2 separate regions of the Mus musculus genome follow, and region 2 is linked to region 1. The links are chromatin contacts, called in public Hi-C maps. All regions are on one chromosome and are shown on one strand. The core of a region is the stretch at or near the end of the contact, and the rest is flanking DNA. Distances in the headings are between cores, read along the strand shown.

Region 1 (2,703 bases), core at 69-2,568:
CCATAAGTGGCCCCTGAACATGTATAACTAATACTACACTAGTAATGACTATTATCAACTCCCTATAATCTGTCCCTTGGGTCCTTGATCTGCCGAAATGAGACTATTCCTACTATCTCATTAGTCCTATTTGACAGATGAGGAAACTGAGTCTCAGAGATGTGACTGAGCACAGGATAGCAAAGATGCAGCACACTCAGCTGGCCACACACAAGCTGCGGCTCAGACCATGGGGGAGGGGGGACAGAGGTGGGTTCAGAGCCAGGTGACCAGAGAAGCCATGTCCCAGAGAAGATGGAAAATGGAGAGATTATTATCACCCCCTCTATGACACATGTTCTCTTGACAATGCCACAGCTGCCCTTCCTGGGACAGGACCTCACAGGCTACCCTCTGACCCTGCAAAGGCAGGACATTCAGGATGCTCAAGGCAGAGCCATCACCAGGACCATCCGTAGTGTCTCCGTCCACACAAGGCTAAGCCAGGGCAAGCACGGAGAAAACAGCCTCCACACAGAGCTGAGACATGAGGCTGTCCACCCTAAGCCATGCTGCTGAGGCAGTGCAGGGGCCTGGGGGAGGCAGGGGCAGCCAGAGCTACCCTGCCTATCATTGTTCCACATACTTCCTCCTCCAGACCCCAGTGCAGACAGGGCTTGGCTTTGCAAAGCAAAGGGGGAAGCTTGGAATGATCAGCCGCAGGGGACTGCTACCAACTGCTTGTCAGTCATCACGATCATGATTTATCTCATGAATTATGCTTCAAGCGCTTCTCATTCCCCTGGCCACCTCCAGATCCCCAAGATGCCTCACAATCCCCCTGGCCTACTCTGACCCCCATGTTGGAAGCATGGTTGATGCAACAAGCTTAGGGAGGGTCTGGGAGATGTAAAGGAAACTGGCCTTAAAGCATCCCACGTAATTCATATCAGTTACCCAGTGGCTGCGACTTGCCAGCGGTCAACTCAGAGACCTGACTGTGACTCAGTCCCCTTCATGCAAGTCAGAAAATTCCCCTCCAGCAAAAACCCCAATGTCCCATCCCCTCGTGGATCCCTAGGTGACAGCAACGTACGGTCAGTGGCTTGTGGACTCTTGAGTACACCTGCAGGCTCCTCTGAAGCATAAAGAAATGGAAGAGGAGTTAGGATGGGTGTGGCTGGGTGGAGAATGGTTACATGAACAGGAGTCTGGATGGAGAGCTGGGGGACGGGCTCTGTGAATGTACAACAAAGGAAAGCACACACCCTGCCCCCCCCCAACTCCAACCAGGCAGCCCTCCGCACCTCTGTGACCTGAACCTCCATCCAATATACTCAAGAAACAACGCACAGGAGAAAACGTGCTTTTTCTTCATTATATACAGGTAGATTAGGAGGAATGGTGCAGAGAAAGAAACGTGAAAAGGGAAACGCTAAAGAGCCATTGTGGACAAGAGAATACCCTGGGCTCCAAACCCAAGCATGAAACTGACACTTGGGCCCAGCACACTGAGCCAAGGCCATTTAAGGCACAACATCTCCACCTAGTGGTTATTTCTAGTATTGCCACAGACAGCAACATATTATTTTCTCAACGTGAACCGCCTGGGTCTGGCTCCTACCACCAGCCACTTCAGGTGAAGATAAGAGACAAATGATAGCATATGCACAGGAGCATGTCCATGCACAGCCATTAAAATAAATGTAATAAGAATATTCTAACCGTTTTATATTCCCACAGATTCATGACAGTTGCTAGGAACTGCCAGAGGATATCCAACGAACAGTCACATGTAGCCGATAATGGCCTGTCATGCTCCAGTGTCACTCAAAATAAGTATGTGTACTCTCTTATAACTCTCAGGATGTGGCTTGGACATCTTGGATTTAATGTGTCCTAGGACAATTCTTCATCCATTGTGGCCCAGAGAACCCAGGTTGGACGGCTCTGGAAGGCTCACAGAAAGGAGTGTAAAGCACAAATATATGGTGGTCTAGAGGTAAAAGCAGGGATGGAGAACTGAAGCCAGAGACCTAAAGAGGGCAAGGTCCTGAGCTGGCCTTCTGATTTCTGCAGCCAGGTCTCGGCCCCCAAGGTTAGTGGCAAGAATCAGTGTGGCAGAGTGTGTATCTTGTGAAGATTTTCTTATCTACAGGAACTGAGCTGGGCCCTGGCATAGGAGAGTTCTCAGCCTGGAAGAGTGACATACACAGGCACAGCTGTGGTCCCCAGAGTCTACTTTAATCTCATCCCAAATGATGCTTTAGCGGGAGGAGCCTGTTATCTTGGACTAATGAAAGCAGAGTCAGAGATGGGACCCCTGTGTTCTTGCTAGAGACTGGCTTTTATCCTGGTAGCCAGTCAGTGATAGTTATCTACCAGTCCCACCGGCAAGCTAGCCACCTACTGGTGGTGGCTGGAACTGCACAGGCCTCCTTGTTCGTTTGTAGATTTAGGAGCCATAAGCAGATAGGACTGTGGGCATTGGCTCAGCCTTGCTGACGTCTTGGGCCAGTGCTTCCCAACTTGAGAACAGGTCACAGGTCTCCGATGTTGAGGTTCACCCCAGGTTCTCGCCCCTGTGTCTGCAGACAGCTCATAAAGTCAAGGGCGGGAGAGCAAAGAAGCCACCAACACAAAGCCGCTATTTAGTCCTGGTCGTCTTTCTGCCAAAACACAAGTGTTTCGCTGTGTTTTCCCTGAGCCTGGAGAGTTGGGTCC
Region 2 (2,703 bases), core at 122-2,621, 130 kb before region 1:
TTGTCTTCAGGGTCTCCAGCATACTATTGTGGGCTCACTGAAAGCACTGTCCTTCATCAGAATCCACGTTCTCTGAGGAAAATGCCCATGCCTTGTTTATGTTGAGCTGTCCAGTTCCAAGAGCTGTGGCTGCCTTCAGACAGAGGGTCCCTTAGGAACAAGAAAGAAGCTGATCACACATGCCACCCAGAGATTCATAGGGGATGTGGCTCTGTCTTCCCAGCAGTGCAGAGTCATTCGAAGAGCTATCATGCCTTTATCTCCAACCTCGAGGAGAAGTTCGACCTCCCCCATCAGACCCAGGGCTCTGCAGAGGCAAAGTGGGCCTCCTCCATCACACTCTAGCTAGAGAGAGAGAGAGCATGGGGTCCCAGCCTACTGTTCAAAACATAAACCCAGGAAGGTCCACACACCTCCCAGTGGGATAGAAGTTGAAATCCCAAGCAACAGGCAGACCAGAGAGCCAAGAGAATGGTCAGAGACCTGGAGGTGAGCAGGGCAGGCCTTATGCCAGAGGCAGGACACCCAGGGTCATCTTCCTGAACAACGAGGCATTCATGAGCAGCCTGGCTCCAGGCAAGGCAGGCTGTCATGCCAGGCCCGGCCCTGCAATCTGTGCTCTGAGCCCAGCACTGGCTGGTGCTCAAGTGGGAGAAAGTTGCTGCTGCTGAGGTAGCTGCGTGGAAACAGCTATTTTTACCCTGGCAGGCAAGGAACAGGTCAGAGTAGAGTGAGTCGTGGAGCAACCACCACAGGGCCTAGAGAGGACCTAGGCAGGGGTGGCCATGATAACGTGTGGGTTGTAGGGGCATGGGCCAGAGCAGCTGAGGGCCACCCAGGCAACTCGCCACAGTAAGCTAGTCCTACTAGGAGCCAGCAAAGACATCCCAGGGACAGACCCCAGCAGAGTTACTGGTGTGTCTATCCCCGGCTGAGGCTCTCTGATACACACACACACACACACACACACACACACACACACACACACACTGGTCCTTGCTGTGTGTGCAGGGTCAGTCTGGACCAGAATTGGAGACACATGGAACTTTCCACCATTTCTAGTTACAGACCAGCTCCTTTCAGCTCCTCTTCCTTCTTCCCTGAGGATGCTGTGGGTATTACAATTTAGGAAGGGCAGAGGGAAGATCCCACTTACCTCACAGGACCTGCTCGGGACCTCTGTTTGAGAGTGGTGGCTTGGCAGCCTTTAGGTGAGGGGCTGGGAGAGAATTGCAAAGCCACCTCTATTTGCCTCCAGCAGCCAGCACGGGGGGGGGGGGGCACCTGTCCCCGCAGTAGATAGAACACTCTGTGCCTAGGTGCTTAGTTACATAAGCACAGCCACACTCAACTCACCGAGACCATTTGTGGCTCTCCCTGACTAATAAAAAAGCAAATGTCTCCTTGAGCCGGGCTCCCTGCCACCAACCACTATCCTTTCTGACTCCTGGCTTCCTTTGGTCCCCTGCCAGCATATTACCACTCACCTCTGCCTGCCCTGCTGGGAGGGAGGGAGGGAGGGAGGGAGGGAGGGAGGGAGGGAGGGAGGGAGGGAGGGAGGGAGGGAGGGAGGAGGCAGACCATCAAACCTTTCAGGAAGGAAGCCAAGAGAGAGTGAGGTCCAGTGTCCCATGCTGTGTGGCCTTCAGGAGCCCTGGGCTATAGAAGAGGATGCCTGCCTTCCCATGGGCAGTTCATATCCCACTCTGGGAAGGCCTTCTCATCAAAGGACACACCCTACTCAGAGGTCCTGGCCCTACTCCTCAGCACTTGCCTGTGAGATTCTGAGTCTATGACACTTAGCAATTTCAACCTAGATCCATGTTCCCTTTCTTCCTTCCTGACAAGAGTCCCCTTCCTCTGTACTGTTGGATTCATCTGCCCTTTAAGATAGGAAGGTGGGGTCAGATCCTGGAGACGGAGCACCCTGGAGGGTGGAGCTGAGCATAGGAAGAGGGAGACAGAGAAGATATCTGTCAATCAACTTCTAGCTGTTGGATTCTGACCTATACAGTAGCTCAGGGAGGGCTTGCTGTTGACCTTTGTCCTTAAGGCTAGGGCCCTTTCTGTGAGGCTGTGGACAACCTGTACCACCTTGTAGGGAGTCCTGCTGGCTTCAGAGGGAGAAGGGGGAAGAGCTGGGCTTTCCAGGAAATCACTCACTCTTTATAGGGCTCCTGAAGAGCCTTGGGGCCATCCCCTAACAATCCCAGCCTGCTCTTTGGGGCCAAGCCATTTGATTTTCGATCATAAATCACAGAGCTCCGAACTTGCATGGGTGAGAAGGGTCTGGCCCCTGCCCCCACCTTTCATCTAGGGTGGGGGGGGGGACTGCAGACAGATTTTAACTTTGAGTTAATGAGGGTCAGGCAGGAGGACACCCACAGGAAGGAGAGGAAGGGGAGGTGGAGGTGGAGTGATCTGGATGGGGTGGGAGCGGTGTCCTGCGGTGGGGCCTGTCTCATATGGATGCTGGGAAGCAATCCTGGGCATGATGGTTTACACCTTGTCCTCCCAGAACTCAGGAGGCTCACCTGGAGCTTAAGGCAACATGGGCCTAGGCCTATATTCCAACATGCATCTTCAGACCACTCCAGATGGAACACTGCTCATAGAGAGGGATGGCTTACAGAAAGAGCAAGAACAAGAGCCATCATGGACAGGAAAGGGGGGGGGGTGCATAGAAGAGGAGCCTGCAGAGAA

What was found. A called contact is a pair of places that touch in the nucleus more often than the background predicts.
Region 2: a Hi-C map of the N1E-115 cell line shows a contact between it and region 1, with 3 times the contacts expected there. The contact joins two enhancer-like sites. A contact is called at or near these places in 7 of 484 Hi-C or Micro-C datasets (the N1E-115 cell line, embryonic stem cells, granulosa cells and 3 more), 1 of 115 datasets of contacts at active chromatin or transcription factors (double positive thymocytes) and 3 of 9 other capture datasets (adipose tissue, embryonic stem cells and pancreatic islet).

The regions. Positions count from the first base shown.
Region 1 is chr6:84,094,891-84,097,593 of GRCm38.p6, reverse strand. All of the region lies in intron 17 of Dysf (dysferlin), which reads right to left. Among named protein-coding and RNA genes, the nearest start is that of Dysf, 77 kb to the right of the region's middle. Within about 2 kb of position 1,318, at least 7 of the 459 cell types and tissues checked have an H3K27ac peak or open chromatin away from gene starts, as enhancers often do. A contact at or near this core is called in the N1E-115 cell line, where this site is marked.
Region 2 is chr6:84,223,734-84,226,436 of GRCm38.p6, reverse strand. No RefSeq gene overlaps it. Among named protein-coding and RNA genes, the nearest start is that of Gm10445, 200 kb to the left of the region's middle. Within about 2 kb of position 1,371, at least 76 of the 459 cell types and tissues checked have an H3K27ac peak or open chromatin away from gene starts, as enhancers often do. A contact at or near this core is called in the N1E-115 cell line, where this site is marked.